2 separate regions of the Rattus norvegicus genome follow, and region 1 is linked to region 2. Evidence: chromatin contacts called from public Hi-C data. All regions are on one chromosome and are shown on one strand. Each heading gives the region's core, a stretch centred on a gene start, on an enhancer-like site or on the middle of the called end of the contact. The rest is flanking DNA. Distances are from core to core; before and after follow the strand shown. Region 1 holds the start of Col11a1 (collagen type XI alpha 1 chain). Region 2 has its middle 100 kb from the start of Col11a1.

Region 1 (2,700 bases), core at 39-2,538, 100 kb before region 2:
GGCCCCCTCCTCTTCCTCCCACTCTCTAGTCCTCCGCCCCCAACCCCATTTGCTTGGAGACTTTCATCACCCTCCAAAGGAGTTGTATGTCCAACCTGCAAGAAGGAGCTATTTGAGGTGGGCAAGAGACTGAGGATGAGGGCTTCATGGAGAGGAGAAGGGGGCCAAACATCAGGAGAAACTGCTCCGCCACCGGCCAGGAGCAGTCCTGAACACCACTTTATCATCTGTGAAATGTGTTCCACTGAGAAGCATTTCAAAATGCCACACACAAAGTGCTCCCAATCTTCTAGCTTCATCCCCCTTGGTTTCTCTCATATCCCCCAAAGTAAAAACAGACCGTTTTTCACTTCCTTGCAGACAAAGAAGTTTATCACAGTTCACTTTATACTCTTTCTCTGTATTTTCTCCTCAGTTCACCCTTCAAAAGATATCCCCTTTAGAACCAGAAGAAATACAAAGATTGGTTCAAAGGACAGAGGACTCTGAGTAGACTGTTCTCAAAACAAAAGCTTTAGCTTTGTACGACTGCCTTCCTGTTCAAGGTAATATTTTTTTTTCCTCTTTGCAAAGAAAATGAAAAGGGATGATTGACTTTCTCTGTCTGCTGGGTGCCTGACAGATCTTTTAATCCTACCACCTACCTCCTTGCCCATTACTGTCCCGCCTACATCCATCTCGCTGTCTCTCCAGTTTCCATTCTTAACCTGGTAGCAGCAACAATCTGGATTTTATTTAAAAGAAGTGGTGAGAAGACAAGGGGGAAGGGCACCAAAAGAAGAAAGCCAGGTGGCAATATCCCCCCTCCCCAAACTTTTTTTTTTTCTACTTACCTCCTCTGACCTCTCTGGCTTGGAAGAGAAAAGTCAAGACGAGGGTTGAGATGGTGAGATCCCAGATCCACCGTTTCGTTTTCCACCTGGACCAGGGCTCCATCTCCAAGCCCGGCGCTCACAACTGTGAACCCACGAAATTGCCAGTGCAGACCAACTTCGTCCCTTCCAAGGTGTCGCCTACGTTTGCTACACAGCCATCCGGAAGGGAGAGGGAGTGAAAAAAAGTCAAAGGGCTCTATTTTTTTTTCAATTTGATGGTTTGCTTCCTTCCTGTCTCTCGCCCCCTCCTCTCCCTCTGGGGTGGCCCGCAGAAGACTGCGACCCTGAGACCCGTCCTACGCCTGACCCTGCCTTCAGACTGAGGGTAGATGAAGGGTTTCAAGAAAAAAAGCTGAAAGCACTGAGCACCACTAAAGGCTTCATGCTGTGGGTGGGCTGGACAAGAGGCTCGCGCAGCCCCCTCCTCCGCCCACTCCCCCCGCCCCCTGTGCCCGCGAAACTGACAAGCCGACTGAAGGCCATACCCAATCACAGGCCTCCCCGCAGCCTTGAGCCCGCCCAGTCTCTCCCTGGAGGATCCAGACTACTGCAGGCCCAGCCCACCAGCCACCCTGCATCTCCCCTCTCCTCCCCCCTCCCCAAATCCACGAAAAGAAATGGGAGGGAGTTAGGCGGGACCAATGCTGGGCTCCTGCACTTTGGGAATGAAAGGAATTGCAGGACAGCCCTGGAGCACACGGGATGTTCCAGTAGCTTCTGTATTCAGTAAAAACCAAGTACTCTACTTGCACCGTCTGGGTGCCCCTCTTTCTTCGGAGGGGGGAAGGGAAAGAGGGGAGAAGGCCAGAGTTCGACTGGCCCCACAGTTGGAGTCCTGGACTGGCAGCGGTAACCTTATCCCCCTTCCAAAAGCCCTGCTTCCTAAGGCAGCCACAGAAACCAGTGGGCTCTGTGCTGCCGGCACCCAAACGTATTTTACTAATAATTTCACCCAGAGACTAATGAAAGGTGTCATGAAAGAACTCTAAAGATCAAAATCCTCATTCTGTAGGCAAAATCTAGTTGACGAGCTGAAAGTTAAGCTTCTCAAATGTTCAAAGGCTGCTCAGAGCTCAGTAAGGTGCTTGCCTCTCTCTGAGAAAGCTGGAGAAAGCAAGAACCCATGGCAGCACAAATTAAGGGATCTGTCATTTACTTTCCCAGAAAATCCTGATACCGAATAAAAGGGAAACAGAGGGAATAGAAGACAGGCAAGCTATCTGCAGAACTCTAACCAGTAGAGCGCAGTTTCTTTACTGGTTCTGACCCTGAGCCTTAAGTCTGAAAACTTGGTCACTCCACAAGGAAAGCCTAACAAGAGTGACATGTTTCTAAGAAACCCATCTCCTCCTCATTGTATCTCTCTTATATCTACACATTAGAGTATCTGGTCAGTTTTCGCATATTTGAATTACTCCACCCTTTTGATTGGTCTTTTCTGGTTTTAATCATTTCTGAAACATGTCTCTTCAACAGTTGTGTGCCACGTCCAATGTCCAGCAATCAACAGAAGTAGGAACAGCGTCCAACTGTGTAGCAGCATACATTAGCCACTCAATGGAGATGTTTCGAATGAATACTATTTTTTTTCAACAGAGACTAGAAACCAGGACCCATTGTGAGTGTTTAAGTCATATCAACACTTTAGAGCCTTTAATTAAGCTTATCAAGCTTGTGTGTTCCATTCGTTTTTTATGCTAATCTTTAAACCACGGAGTCTTTTTTAAATGATTCATTAAAATAGGAATAATTGGACCATATAAAATGTTTTCATATGGTTTAATGATTGACAAACTAGCTGGAATTGATAAAATAGGAAGGGGAA
Region 2 (2,700 bases), core at 149-2,648:
AGTTAAGAATTCCACAGTTTTTAGTATGTTCATGCAATTGTGAGGATCATTATGAATTAATTTTTAAATTTCATCTCCCTTCAAAGACACCTCAGCACCATCAGTGATTACATGTCATCATCGTCTTCTGAGGTGAACAGTAATTTACGTTTGTATAGTTTTGCCATCAATGGACAAATCAAATAAAGAGAATCAAAGGATATGTGGTCTTTGGTTTTCTAACATCGCCATCCATATTGTATTATGAATCATGACTTCATTTTTTTGAAGTTATCTGCTTAAAAAGTTATGATTGAACAGTGAGCTGTATCATAGTTTATGCTCTTTTCAGACTTCCATATCGCGAGGAGGTTTTCTGCTGGCAGAGTATACAGCTTTAAATGGGAGAACGCTGTTAGACCTAGAAACAATTCAGACAACGTAAAGATGAGAAGAGGGTTAGCAGAAAACGGGTTTACTGAATCCTCCAGCAGGAGAAAGTGCAAACAATCTGTCATGATCCCTGGATTTGTGTGTTATCATGGGATTTCCTCGGTGTGGATTTTATTCTTTTAGTCTCTGTAACTGCCTTAAATGAAATAAAATTATTTTGATTGCTTTCTCTTTGTTTGATTTTCTCTTCTGTGATTTGAGGAAAACAATCAAGAAAATCATATATTCTACAAGCAAAAATAACAACACATTTTATAGCAATGTTATGAAACTACTACAAAACTTATCCATAACCCTGTGCACCCCACAATATTTACAAATACCTTCTATGTTTCTCAAATTGATGACTCACACATGGTATAACATTTTTCAAGGCACTAGCTAGTATATCGATCTACCTCACATCTCTATCAATCACTTTATAATGTTTTTAATGTGTTTGTCTCTACGATGGATATGTGTATTTATGGTGTTATGCTTATATTCTTATGTGTAAAAGTGAATGTATAAATGTCAAAATATCATCTTGTATGTTTGACTTCACTGTCCACTTGTTTTGATACAGAGTCTCTTGCAGTTTAATGACTGTGTACATCAGGCTAGATAGTTCAAGAACTTCCAGAGAGTCTCTTGTCTTTGCTTCCCATCTAGTACTAGAAGTGTAGATGCACACTACCTCATCCAGCCTTAAGTGGTTTTTGGAAACCAATCTTAGATCCTCACAAATATGGGACAAATGCTTGTACCCACTAAGCCCTCTCCCCAGTTTCTATTTTTCTGTTCTTCTGAATTGCCTGAAACCTTAAAGAAGTCATCTTAAGAATAAGCATTTAAATCTATGGTAATGTTAGGAGAAAGGGGGAGTAAGATTTCAGTGCCTTTGGAATCTACAGTTGCTTTACTCAACCTCAGAATTCAATGAATACAGTGCTGTGTCATCTAACAGTGCAGTGCCAACCACAACTGTTAGGGAGGGATTAGCCTCCACTTAAGTCTGCATTCCTAAAGGACAACATTTGTTTGAACAGCTATGTAACAAGTTACTCAGAAGTTCCTAAAACATGTCTTTACATTTCTTGAACTTTACCTCCCTCGCCCAGATCCTGAGGTTTTCGTGGCCCCTTACTTTTACATCGCATTTTCTGTCCTCTGTATCTTCCCGGTTGCAGCACTTAACTTTGGTTTTTTGGACCCAACTCCCAATTACAACCCTTCTCCAAGATCCACAATTGTTAAAATCATGAATGGATTACGTGTTAGATTTTGGGTTTTCTGCCTCTGATTACTATATATGTTCGAAAATTTTGAAGATTTATACTTCAAAATTCTTCCTCTTTCTCCATATTATGCTGCCTTAACATATACTTGGGTTAGGATTATTTATGTAGCATTCACTTCCTATTTCCTTAATGATGGTAGAAATTGAGATGTTATGTGAATTTTATTCAATCACTTTGTTCTATTAGATATATGTATATAGTATAAGACTCTTGTATTTGTATACAGAATCAAATACTACTATGTGGTCATTAATTATTTTACATGCAACAACTCCTAAATCTAATTAACATGATATTTTATCATCATTAAACTGTGTACTTCAGTAGATATGAAGAACAGGAGGTTTCATGTGATGGAAACAACATAAAGTATTATTACATAGCGAGACCTGACATTCTCAGCAAGTGCTCTACAACTGAGCTGCAGTCCCAGCCCTTCAACAGAGCATCACTTAATTGTATCATAGACTTTTATTCTCACCTCACAGCTTACACTGAATTTTTTAAGTTACAGGGCTGAAAGGCATGGCAAAAAACAAACCAGAAATGTCTAAACAAACTGAAACATTTGATACTGAATGTTTGAAGAGTCTCCTATTGACAGAAAATGCTTATTTTGTAATAACACAGAGCTCTTATTTAATTTTGGGGATTGTGTATTGCAAAGCCAATGCTCTACCACTGACCTATATACATAAGCATCAACTCTACCCACCCACATGCATCACAAAACCTTTAAACACAACACCTATATTATTGATGAGCTGGGGAAGAATCAGGATCTTGTTTGGATTCCAAAGTTGTCTTTTCTGTATTCCTTAAAGGTCATCTTTTTCATGTCTCCTGGTGTGCAGTAGAAATACTTGAGCAGTGATTTCAGTTCCCAAGAAACATTTTTAATTTTTAAATTACAGTCCTTCTAGAGCCTTTCTAAAACTTTCTACAAAGGCCTCACTGGCTTACAGCAAGAGGTTAATATTTCATAGAT

Evidence for each region. A called contact is a pair of places that touch in the nucleus more often than the background predicts.
Region 1: a contact with region 2 is called in a Hi-C map of the Rat2 cell line, with 2.4 times the contacts expected there. The contact joins the promoter of Col11a1 here to the enhancer-like site in region 2. A contact is called at or near these places in 3 of 12 Hi-C or Micro-C datasets (the A7r5 cell line, the Rat2 cell line and Schwann cells).

What each region holds. Positions count from the first base shown.
Region 1 is chr2:204,507,724-204,510,423 of GRCr8, reverse strand. It overlaps Col11a1 (collagen type XI alpha 1 chain), which reads right to left and starts at 1,288. Exons shown (of 67, transcript NM_013117.1): 1 at 834-1,288. The coding sequence starts at 936.
Region 2 is chr2:204,404,944-204,407,643 of GRCr8, reverse strand. No RefSeq gene overlaps it. Among named protein-coding and RNA genes, the nearest start is that of Col11a1, 100 kb to the left of the region's middle. Within about 2 kb of position 1,398, at least 3 of the 93 cell types and tissues checked have an H3K27ac peak or open chromatin away from gene starts, as enhancers often do.